2 separate regions of the Sus scrofa genome follow, and region 1 is linked to region 2. Evidence: chromatin contacts called from public HiChIP or PLAC-seq data. All regions are on one chromosome and are shown on one strand. The core of a region is the stretch at or near the end of the contact, and the rest is flanking DNA. Distances in the headings are between cores, read along the strand shown.

The links. HiChIP or PLAC-seq counts read pairs in DNA pulled down with a chosen protein or histone mark.
Region 1: an H3K27ac HiChIP or PLAC-seq map of skeletal muscle shows a contact between it and region 2, with 5 times the contacts expected there. The contact joins two enhancer-like sites. A contact is called at or near these places in 1 of 47 Hi-C or Micro-C datasets (skeletal muscle) and 1 of 2 datasets of contacts at active chromatin or transcription factors (skeletal muscle).

Annotation. Positions count from the first base shown.
Region 1 is chr7:87,176,714-87,183,309 of Sscrofa11.1, forward strand. No RefSeq gene overlaps it. Among named protein-coding and RNA genes, the nearest start is that of SLCO3A1, 77 kb to the left of the region's middle. Within about 2 kb of position 3,363, at least 12 of the 83 cell types and tissues checked have an H3K27ac peak or open chromatin away from gene starts, as enhancers often do. A contact at or near this core is called in skeletal muscle, where this site is marked.
Region 2 is chr7:86,885,874-86,892,008 of Sscrofa11.1, forward strand. All of the region lies in intron 2 of SLCO3A1 (solute carrier organic anion transporter family member 3A1), which reads right to left. Among named protein-coding and RNA genes, the nearest start is that of SLCO3A1, 210 kb to the right of the region's middle. Within about 2 kb of position 2,763, at least 33 of the 83 cell types and tissues checked have an H3K27ac peak or open chromatin away from gene starts, as enhancers often do. A contact at or near this core is called in skeletal muscle, where this site is marked.

The DNA of each region.
Region 1 (6,596 bases), core at 2,113-4,612, 290 kb after region 2:
CTCGTGGCAACCAGGTGAACTGGGGCTGCTAGTCCAGCCCAGAGGGTACCTGAGTTTAAGAACTGGCAACTAAGGAGCCCTGGGAAAACTCTTACCAGCAGGTGTGTTTACAATAACAAGACACAGTGATGTTAATTCAGTGCAGCAATGATAATTCCTTAGTGAGGAGGGGCTGAAAATTAATGCTGGAAATGAATACTCATCACATCTGCAATTAGAGGTGTGGTACCTGTATGTGCATGTGCACACACACACATATGCAACCTCAGGTACCTAGTGTTAGGATATATAAGTATATGTACAAAAACGTATTTTATAAAGATGTGGCTAAACTCATGTCAACCCATTAGCAAACCAAATGTAATTTTTTAAACTTGTAATAGTTTTTTAAAAAGAGCGTGGGTTCAGTTTTTCTTAAAAATCATTAAAATACAAAGAACAGGAGTATCTGTTTGGCTCAGCAGGTTAAGAACACAGCACAGTATCTGTGAGGATATGGGTTCGATCCCTGGCCTCACTCAGTGGGTTAAGGATCCATTGTTGCCACAGCTGCAGCATATATTACAATTGCAGCTCAGATCCCCTGTTGCCATGGCTGTAGGGTAGGCCTGCAGCTCCAATTTGACTCCTAGCCCAGGAACTTCCATATGCTGCAGGTGTGACTGTAAAAAGAAAAATAATACAAAGGCCTACTGTATAGGACAGGGAAATCTACTCAATACACTGTAATAACTAATATAGGAAAATGATTTGAAAAAGAGTGTATATATGGGTACATATAACTCATTCATTTTGCTGTACACCTGAAACTAACACAACATTGTAAGTCAACTATACTCCAACAAAATTTAAAAAAAAGAAAACGAGAAAACAAACTTATGGTTTACTAAAGGAGAAAGGGACAGAGTGGTAGACATTAGAATTTTAGGATTAACATATACGCACTTCTATATATAAAATAGATAAACAACAAGGGCCTACTCCAGGGAACTCAATATTTTCTAATAACCTATAAGGGAAAAAAAATCTGAAAAAAGAACATAAATATTCTTTATATATGTATAAAGAATATATGTATATTTAATGTATAACTGAGGCATTTTGCTATATGTCTGAAACTAATACATTGTAAATCAACTCTGTCAATAAAATATTAAAAAATTAAATTTAAATTAAAAAATTGAAATCTAAAGAAGGAAGGTTGTATACAGCTATCATTCACTAAATGACTTCTATGACCCAGACTCGTATATTTACAACTTTCTGAAATAGTTACTGTTTATCTTTTTATAATAAGAGAAACAGAGCCTTAAAAGAGTTTACATTTAATATTTTGCCCACAGAGCTCGTAATTACCAAATGTGCTCTTTCAGCTGTTTGCCTGACTTGGGGGTCATTTCTCTTTCTGTGCTATTAAGCTGCTTCATCCTACTGGGGAGAAAAACTTCCGCTAAAGGATGCAACACACCAGGCCTTTAGGATTCTGGTAGCCAGAATGGGTAAAGCAGAGGTCTTGAAGAATAGACCAGAACAAAGTTGCCCCCATAGAAGGGCTGACTTACACAAAGCATCCTAATGTACAGTCAGAGAACAGCATCCCCAAAAAGTAACCTTACCTATTTACCCAGCCCCAGATTGTTCCTGTGCTAGATGAGACCACCACAGAACCAACCAAGCCAGTGGTCAAGCCTCACAGAGTGCCACTGTGCAAGATCCTTTGAGAAAATGAGTTTTAAAAATGACTTTTCTACTCTGAAGTCCGCATATAGTTTGGAGAGTAGGACAATTTTAAGTCAAGCTTCCACGAAAATATGTAGCCAAGAGTCCATTTGCATAAGAAAGAGGAAAACAATTCACACTTAGGGTGGGGTTATTTGCATTCCAAATGAGCATTTTGTTTAACAAGGATTTCCTGCAGGGTAATAATAAGCATCTCTAAGTTTTTTTTTTTTTTTTTTTTTTTTTGTCTTTTTGCCATTTCTTGGGCCCCTCCGGTGGCATATGGAGGTTCCCAGCCTAGGGGTTGAATCGGAGCTGTAGCCACCCGCCTACGCCAGAGCCACAGCAATGCCGGATCTGAGCCGTGTCTGCAACCTACACCACAGCTCATGGCAACGGCAACGCTGGATCCTTAACCCACTGAGCAAGACCAGAAATGGAACCTGCAACTTCATGGTTCCTAGTTGGATTCATTCACCACTGAGCCATGACGGGAACTCCAAGCATCTCTAGTATTTTTCAAATATGACTTGGAGAACAGACTGGCTCTCTCCCTTCTTTTTCAGGAGTATGGCCATTTGTTAATGGGAGGAGTGCTTGGATCCAGAGAGATCTAAGTGTATCCACATAGCCTTGCATGCTTGAGGGAAAGGGGATTCGACAACAAAGTCACAGGAGGAAGGTGACCTTGGACCACTTCATGGTGGAGAGGTCATCAGCAAACTTCAGGAGGAGAGAGCATGTTTCACTGGAAAGACAGGCAGACTAGGGTATAGTCTTTCCTTTTGAGGTCAGAGGTAGCCATGAAGGATGACCAAGGAGTTTGCCTGCATGACTGAAATGGACCAGCTAGAGAGGAATAGAAGGGGCCCATGACATGTAGACAGGGGTCACCCCAGACCTGAAGGTCAGTCCTGCAGCCTACACCTCCAGACCCCACACCCCTTCTTGTTCTCCTTACAGCAAAGTTCACCAGATCATCCTAGTGCCCCTCCTGCTTTCTCCTGCTTCTAGAAGTTCTCTCCCTCCTGTTATTATGCAGAGCCTCTGCTTTGCTCCTCCACATGGTCCTTATCACATGTGACGTGATAGTGTAACTGTTCCAATTTGTGTTCTATCTTCTCTACTGGATTGTAAACTTCAGGAGGTAGAATCTAGGTCTGTCTCACTAACTCATCTCCTGTGACACATAGCACAAAAGCTGGCTTTTGTCTTTTTATACCCAGAGCAAAATACACCCCATTGCATGGTAGTGCAGTGGCACTATCTCTTATAGGAATGAAAGAATCAGAGGAGCACAAAAGAGCATTTGGTGACTTGGTTTCAGAGTGGGAGGCAGGCCTAGATGGGGTGAATGGATATCCCATTTTCCTGGACTCACCCTGCCACTGTGGTGTCTGGATGTGACGGGCAGAAGGAAACCAAAACCTTCCAAAAGATGCCAGCCCTGGCAGTTGTTAAGATAGAGCCAGGGCACTGTGAAGATCCTTGGCGTACTCTCCAGGCAGGGGGTTGGTGCCCATGTTAAGCATGAATAATAAAAGGCCAGAATCTTCCATGAGCTCTAGTGAATGAGAGTCTGGAACTTTGCTCTATTTTTAATACTGATTTTCTCCCAGTCTTGCTTCGCTCTCAGATACAAAGATGACCTCAAGTGCAAAATATGATTCCACTAAAGTAGGAGAGAGCCAAAGAATTTCTAGCTGATTAGACTTGGGAATTTTTCCTGTTACTGCTATAGTTAAATAGATATTGGCAAATAGTGAAACCCGTGGGGAACAAAACTGAGTATGGAAGAGCCTGGTCAGTTATAATTAGAAGTATACATCATGACATCATTCCCTTTTCCCCAAAGAGCAAGAGAGTGATATTTAAAGGGACATTGAGATATGGTACATGAACAGCCTTGACTCAGCAACAGATGAGAGCCACCTTATAAATGACTGCACATTTTGGAATGGAGTGGAAGCTCTTTCTCCCTAATCTTTTCTAATGTACCTAAACCTAATTGATGTGAGTACAAGATGGTTACATGTCAACAACAATTACATTCGCATTTTGTCTGCAGTTTTTACTGAGCCTGCATGAATTGATGAGAAAGATGATTATCCTGTCACTAAGGAAAAAATGAGATTAGTATATTTAAATCTCATACATATAAAAAGACCTGTTCATTTCTCCCGGCTTTGATGAAAGCTGTAGGAATGTAATTTTTGTATCTATAAACAGCTGAGTCCATTACAGTTGTATTAGACAGAAACCAATTGAGCACCAAACCCATACTGGCCCCCTGCTGAGAATAGGGGGCTGAGGACTGGGAGTTGGGTGGGAAGATGAATGAGGCCATTGAGCTGAATGGTTAAGTACATGGACTTTCAGGTCTGACAGATTGGATTTGAAGCTCTAAACAGGAGAAGGATACAAAGATAGCACATGCCATGTGGGCACTGTTCAGAGGGAGGCACAGGAGAGCGACAAGGTGAGGTAAGAGGCCGCATATGTGGGCCAGAGCTGTTTTGAAAATACTGGGCACAAGGGCAGAGAGTGGATGGTGGGCTTGTTTTCTCAGTACGAAGGGAGGTGAGAGGGACCATGAATAGAGACACACTCTAGCATTATTTAACCTCTGGCTGGAACTCTGAAAACTGGAAGGTTTGAAAGTTTTCCTTGTAATGCTATTGTCAAGTTACAAGGACTGACTAGGTCATAAATTGTGTAGGAAGCACACACCGGTTCAAAGTGTGGAAAGGGACCCTGCTCACTATCATTCCAAAGGGGATTAATTTCCTTGCATTCTGCTCTAGCATTGATCCTGGTGTACCAGGTGAAATAAAGCAGACACGAAACAAATGCAAGCTAGTTATCCAAGTGCTAGGATGTTCTCCAGGACTATAGACTCTGACAGACTTCTAGCTGGAAATGATCCATCCTTTAATTTAATCTTAGGCTGTTGCACGAATTGCCTCCAAAAGACATGCAACCTCAACCTGAACCCTTTCAGTAAAGACAGCTCGCAATGCCTTTCGTGCTTCAATATTACAAAATATTTCAAGCGCAGAGGTGTGTATTAATAATTATAATGGCAGTAATAATAGAAATAATTGAAAATATGTATCCACCACCCACACTTGTTAAATTGTACTATTTTTTCCAAATATGCTTCCAGTTAAAAAAAAAAAAATTGAGACAAAGCTCTAATGCCATTCCCTACCTATCCCTTGAAATAGCCACCTGGAAGTTGGTGGAATCATCACCATGCACATTTTTTCTATTTTGCTATATGCACATGTGTACTTACACACTATATTATTTATTTTTGCATAACTTTAAAGTTTACATGGAGAATGACATATTGTATATAGCCTTTTAAAAAAATTTGCACTGAGAATTTGTGTTGAGATATGTCTGCCTTAATACATGTATCTCTAGTTTGTTGATTTTAGCTTCTATTCACTTTCCATTCTGTGGCTAGTCTGTATTTTTGGAATCCATTCTCCTGTTGATAAATATATAGGCTTTAAAATTTTTTTCTTTCTTTTTTTGGTTCTTTTTATTCCTGCTATTATACACAATTCTATAATAAAATTCTCCTCCTTGGCTCCTTGGACACATGGGTAAGAATTTCTCTGTGGATGGGTAGCATTGCCAAGTTATAGAATATTCATGTTTTTAGATTAGTACACATCACCACAGTGCTCTTCAAAGTGGTTGTACCATTTAAATTCCTATTCTCAATGTCTGAGGGTTCCTTTCACCCTCTGTTCCTCCAACTGTTCTTTACATTAAGTGGATTCTTGAGGCAACAGCCATTGTAGTTTTTCCCCTCTGGCTCTTCCCTAGTTGACCACAGGCCTTCCTAACTATGGCACTCAGTGGATGGGATGCACTTGGATATAACTTGCTCTGTGTAAAACTTGGGACTCTCTACTCCCTTAAGCTTGTCAGCGAATTTCTTCTTTTGTCTTTTGTCTTTTTGTCTTTTGTTGTTGTTGTTGCTATTTCTTGGGCCGCTCCTGCGGCATATGGAGGTTCCCAGGCTAGGGGTTGAATCGGAGCTGTAGCCACCGGCCTACGCCAGAGCCACAGCAACGTGGGATCCGAGCCGCGTCTGCAACCTATACCACAGCTCATGGCAACGCCGGATCGTTAACCCACTGAGCAAGGGCAGGGACCGAACCCGCAACCTCATGGTTCCTAGTCGGATTCGTTAACCACTGCGCCACGACGGGAACTCCACGAATTTCTTCTAAGGACCTATTAATTCCTTTTAAAGTAGCTACTTCCTCTTGGCTGATATTGTCCATCCTCTCACAGTCCATTAGGGCTCCAGTGGCTTGGAGGTTAATAACAGTTCTGTGAATCTGTGCCACTGACTCCTAATGTTCTTTGGAATTGAGGCATTCTGAAAAATGAAAGTTGCAGACACACAGACTCCCTCTCTCTCTCACACACACACTCACACTTAATATTATACATAATTCCAGAAGGTTCATTGACCACCCCAGCAAATCTGTGGATCTTGAGTGAAGATCCTTGCACTACTGTATGGAGAGATTCAAGAAGATGGATTGGGGAACAGTTTACCTATTGAAATATGTCTAAACTTTGGACTATTGGGAAAATGTCCCAATGCCCTAAAGATTTGCAGGAATTTTAATGAAACATAATATGTTTTTACGGTTAATGTTTTAATTTCAAATTTCAGCTATACTCCATGATGCAGCAGGGTAAGAATGGAAAGAGTCAGGAGTCAACAGAGCCAAGTTCAACTTGTCACTTCTTGTTTTGGTGAGACACATTACCTCTGCAAGGCTCAGTTTCCTCACCTGTAAAATGGATTCGTATCTCAAAGGATTCTTGTAAGGGTTAAACACAGT
Region 2 (6,135 bases), core at 1,513-4,012:
AACCCTGATCCCCCACAGGTGTTTCCCTACAATGTACCCTCCCACCATTGCCCCACGAAGCACGAAGACAGTAGCATCTGTACGGCTCCTGGGAAATGGACAGGGTTGCTCTCTCCTGTAGTGACCAGCCCCAGGCTCAGGGCCCCCCAGGCCCTGCCCAGCTAACCCCAGGGGCATCACATCTTGCCACACCTATTACCCTTGCCTGGGGTTGGGCAGGCTTTTCCCTGGACAGAAGTATCCAAGAACCACAGTGTTTCAAGGAGCTTGAAGATACTCCAGCTCAGCATCCGCCCAACTTGTCTTTTCTCTCTTTTTGCAGTGAAACCCTTTCTTTGATCTAAACCAGATGAACAAAAGGATGCTCTGATTGAAGGTGGGTGACCCCCTCTTCCTGGCTCCTCCTTGGCTCCAGAGACACCTTGGTGAACCCCCAGGCTCCCTGGAATGTAATTTCGAATTCAAGGCTCTAATCTAGTCCAACCTTTCTATTTTACAAAAAGAGCAGCCATGAGACACAGGGTGTGAGTGTCCCCACAGGGTCCATGCTTGCTAGGACTCCATGGCATTTCCTAATATGATGCTGGAACCAGCAGCCTGGCACCCCTTCTAAGCTGCCTTCTTACTACTCTTCCCTAAGAGGCTGGGGAAGCTTCTAGCCTTCTAAGGCGGAGCTTCTTCATGTTAAACTTTCCAGTCACGGGTGCAACAGGACCAGCCCATAACTTTTTATCTGCTTTTAAACAGAAATAGCAGGGAGGTTGTAAATGTTTTAATATTAGATTGTGGTGATGGTTGGACAACTTTGTAAACCCTGCACGTAAACCGAGTAAATTTTACGGGATATAAATTATACCTCAATAACACTGTTGGATAAAATAAAAGAAAGACATAACGAGGTTTTTAAAAAGAGCTATAAAGGAGTTTGAGCACACAGACCTTCCTTAATTACCACAGGAAGCAGGGGCTACATGGGAAAGGCTGGCCACATATTTACGGCAACTCAGCTGAATGATCCAGCTAACTCCCTTTTTCTCCTTTGCCGGAAAAACTGGAATTGGGACTCCAATTCATCCAACTGACTTTTAAGCTCTGGTGAAGGTTGGGGGGGGGGGTGTGGCAGGTGGGGGATGTCAGAGACTCCAAAGCAGAGTTTTGCATAAGGTGGGGCTCATCCATGGGGATCAGTGCCTGAAGGCCCAGTGGGTTAGGAGACTGCCCAAGGCAGGACCCACAGCTTGAACAGCTGCAAGGTCAGCCTGATGAAGAGGTCAACTTGCCCCTGAGCACCAGTAAGCTCAGAGTAAACACATCCCTAAGACTCACCCATTTCCCTGATAAAATTTACAAAACCCAATGAAATTAAATTTAGTACTTACTCCATAAAATTGCCCTAAGGGTTAAACAAGGTAATCTATGGGAAATGCAAAAACTTAGAACAACGTCTGGCTGGCTGATTTAAAAAAAATATATATACTACTTAAAGGAACAAGTCTAGGCAGAGCCCCCAACTCATGGAATCATATGATTTCATTGAGTCTTCACAATAATCCTGTGCAATGACTTTTACTGTCCCCATTTTGCAGACAGGAAAAGAGAGGTTCCCAGAAATTAAAACAATGGTCCAAAGTCATCCAGTGGATGGGCAGCAGAGCTAGGATTTGAACCCTGGCCTGCCCTTGACGCAGTCGTGGCTCCACTATCCCCTTATGACAAGGACCCCACCCTTCTAGGGTTTGGACTGAAATGAATTTAACGGACTACACACATGAGGGGGTGCTGATCAGTATCTGTCCCATCAGCAAAATACCCCCTCTTTGCTGAGGTCCACGTTCCCAGTTGTCAAACCTCAAAACAGGCCTCAGTGAAACATCACAGCCCTCGAGGTTCCCAAATGGTTAAACTGCCCTTCAGCTTGGTGCTCAGTACTTAAAAGCAGAACCTGAACTAGCCCTCAGGGGCTATTTTTAGCTTCCCGTTTTTTTTGTTGTCCTTTTTGGGTGATCTGATAGCATAGGCTGAGCTAACATTTCCTGTTCTGGTGTTTTCTTCTCACCAACTCCCACCTTGAGAAATGCTGAGACTCCAAAGGGCTGGCCCAGTTATAGAGCCGCAGCTCCTGACTTAAGGAAAACGACCTGCAGGAGGCTGGCAGGGAGGCTCTGACCTAGGCACCCTCCCAGGGCTGCCTGGGGTGGGACACGGGTTGGATGGGAGCCAATGGCTTCCAGGCACACCCATTTCCAAGGAAAGCCTTAATGAGCCTCTGGCAAAGGGACAGCAAAGAGAATACCAGTCAGTGGCCACGCTCCAAACCATGGGCATGCCACATGAGCAGGAGCCTGAGAGAGTGGCCTGGCTTGTCAGAAACTGCCTCGGGGCTGTGGCTCTGGATCTCACCACTCACTTGTAACTCCCCTAATAGCTTGCTGGAATCTAAGAGTCCACAATTAGAAATGCACTCCTTGGGCCAACTGGTCGCCTGGTCGCCAAGCCCTGCCCTTTCCAAGTTTCTTCTGGTGCTGCCAGCAGAGTTGCATTCTCCGAGACACAGGTGTGACCATGCCAACCCCTTTCAAAACTCATCAGGAGACCTTTATTGCCTTCTTGTGAAGTTCACACATTCTGGCACAATTTACAGGAACTCCAGCCCCTTCCCAGAGTTCCCTTCCCTATGTGCCATTCTCCAGGTTGCTGAGTCCCTGCACTTCTCAGCAAGCCTGATATGACTTGGACAGGGTCTAGCTGCTCCCTGAGCCACCCCTATAAAATCCATAGGGAACTCAAATGTCACCTCCCTCTTAAAGCTGCCCCCACCCACCCCACTGAGCTCTCCGAATCTTATTCCTCTGAGCATAATAAATGCTCAACCCAAGTTTGCTGCATTGAATTAACTCAAGGCATCTGCCCTCAATTAAAATATGCAAATTCATCTGGAAAAGGAAGCATTCCTTAGTCACTGGCGCTTCTGTGCCAAAGTGCTGGCTGGGTGCTTCCCTGAGTGCAGAATCTGATGGCAGAAGGATGACTGAGGGCCAGATGCAGGGAGAAAGGAGAAGGGCACGAAGCTAACCCTGGGAAGTCCTTGACCCCTGCCTGGGACTGATGAGGGAGAGCCGTGGGGGCAGCCAGCTGGAGTCTGTGGCCTCTCTTTTCTCCCACTCCCCAAATCCAACTGAGAGTGTGTTTCCAAATCTTATTTGTCAAAATAGTATAATGGAATGTTACTAAACCATACAAGTCTAGCTAAAAAAAAAAAAATCTCTAAACGACAGAAGTTTGTCTTCTGTTATTTTGTTCCTGTTGTGCTTCTGCTGAAACTGGATCAAGAAGCTCACAGTCTGATGGGAGATACTGGGGTGGGGGGTGGGGGGGGAATGGATCCTCTTGGAACAGACTGTGACCTGCTGCAGTAGGAGGTGAGAGTTTCTAAGTAACGGTAACTGCCTGCTGTAGTCAAAGTAGTTTCCTTCTGTCTCATTTATGGATGGAGAACCTGAGGCCCTGACAATGGGTGATTTGCCCAAGATCCCTGTCGCCTCCAACATGCTCACGAGTTTGACCACAGGACATTAGGGCCGGTGGAGCTTGGTGCTGGTCATATACCGGGTGGCACCAGATACAAGGGTCTTGGGATCCTTTCCCCATCTTGAGAGAACTTCAGCTTCAGCTTGGGGCTGATGCAAGTGACATTCAGGATGACTTTGTATCAAAAAAAAAAAAAAAAAAAGTGTTCACATAGAGAAAGGAAGGGGACTGACTCTGGAATTCCTCTGACTCCTGGGGCTGAATGCAGCCAAAGGCTGATGTCAACTAGCGTCATCTCCTCCGTGGTGTCCAAGCAGGCTGCCACCTGCAGGCACACAGACAACACATGTGCAGCTCTCTGGCCACGCAGAGACCTCAGAAGCAGCTGAACAGGACAGCTCCTGGGGGCACTAGAAGGATTGGTCCCCAACAATCCCCTCCAAACAACCTATTAAGAGCTAACCCTTATTATCAAGTGCTTACCCAGTGATAAGCGCTTTTATCTTATTTAAGATACTAACTAAATGGTCAACCTAAGATAGGTTGTTCTCATTCACATTTTACAGGGAAGAAGCTGAACATCAGAGATGCTAAGTCACTTACTGACGGTCACAGAGCAACTCACGGTGGAGTCAATTTGTGAACCCAGAAAGGGCGAACTTCAAAGTCAGCTCCTTTCACTGCGGTACCACACAAGAAGCAAGAAACTCAGCTTTACATCTTCATACTCAGCTCGGAGCCTGGATCCCAGCTATGTGCTCAGGAGATATTTATGAATGAGTGAGCAAACGAGCTCATGTTTGTAAGTTACAGGTAAGCATTACCCAGAATTCTTATGGAGCTGGTAGCCCCGGGGGGTGCCCTGAATGTGGTCAGTCACCCCTTCCTCCTTCCTCTGAGTAAATGCCCTTCTGGTGCCCAGAAGGAAGGAACGAGGAAGAACTGTCAGCGCCCTGGGGCCCAGCCTCCTTGCTTATGGTTCCTGTGGGGTTTCTCTGCTCTTACCCTCTGGCTGCCCTTTGCATGGAGGAGCAAGGCTGCCTGATGGAAGCATATCACAGGAAAAGGTCATGCAGACAGGGATCCCTTCCTTTTTTCTGCAATCTGCAGTGGAATGCAAATAAGCCCTGAACCGCTTGACAAAAACAGCGAGGAGGAGGGACCCTTGAGAAACAGGAGGGGGTGGTGACAGTCTTCAGTGTCACACACAAGCCTCCTTTGGCCACAAGGGCCATGTGACAGGTCCTACCAGACTGGGCTCTGGGGAGCCACAGACGCTGTCCATTTGGTACCCCAGCTTCAAACTGGCTCTGCTCCTCAACAATGCCAGGGAAGGTCAACCACCATGGTTTCCATCGGCCAAGGATGCAACTCCAGGGACTCCTGGGGCAAGAGCAGTGGGCTCGGGGGACTTGCTGCTCTTGACCTTGCCCCCTCCTCTGGTGGTAGGGAGAGGACCGGGGGCCACACCATCCCACCCAGCCCGGGACACGAAGCTTTTCTTCCCAGGTGAGGCCAGCCACTGGAGGATGTACAGGCAGCCCTCCTGGACCACATCTAGGGGGGGCACAGCTTAGTGTGGGCTGGAGCTGAAGGTGCAGAACATGGTCTTTGGTCCCTATGCTGCCATTCTTTTCCCCTAGTGGTGCCTCCGCTTGATTGAACAGTTTTCCAAAATGAAAACACCCCCTCCCTACTCCACTGTCCAGATGATAATGATGAATCAGATTATTAAAATTATGCAAAGCCCTCTGAGGCCCTCAGGATTCTGGAAAGAACCAGTATCAGAGATTGCTGTGATAATCCTGGGGGAATAAAGCCCTCTCTTTAGCGGTACAACCTGAAATTCTACTATTATTTTAGATACTGATCATTTCACTTAAGATGTCAACAAGTGTCTCCAGAGATCCCCCCCCCCAAAAAAATAAGATGCCTTTTCAGGCCCTCAAATACCAGTTTCCAGCAGGATGACCTCAGTAAGTGTCCCCAACTGCCAGGGGACCCCTCACTCACAGCGGGAGGTTCTCATGCCAAGGGCCTGCTTCTAAGGGACTAGGGGTTCCCTCACACTCATTAAGGATTTTTGTCACCTTAAAAACTTTCTGGGACAGAATGTGATATCAGTTGTGTGTGTGTGTATGTGTGTGTGTGTGTGTGTGTGTGTGTGTGTGTCTGTCTGTCTGTCTGCCTTGTGCAGGTATCTGAAAGGCTCAGAGTTGGGTAATGGCTCGGGTTTTCCTCCTGGTTGAATTTCCTCAATGTTCAGGGTTTGCTCGTCACTATATTTTGGCAGTGCCTCCAGGAAGGGCCTGCGCAGTGCATGGAGGCAGCAGAGAGCATCATCCCTGGGGCGGGCCGGTATGTTGGGCACAGTCTGTCAGTGCCTCATTGGACAGCAGCAGGAAGGCAGCTGCTGCGGGTTTGCCCAGAGCCTCTGCATCACCTTGCAGCCAGATCTTGTGGCTCAAAAGGGGAACCCCTTCTGGGAAGGGTGGGCCATGCTCTTGGGACCAAGCCATAGGGGCATCTGAAGGGGTGACATGGGTGCCTGGAAGCCAGCCTTGCCAGGTCCCTCCTTCTCTCCAGTGCGCTGCCTACCCCTCAGTG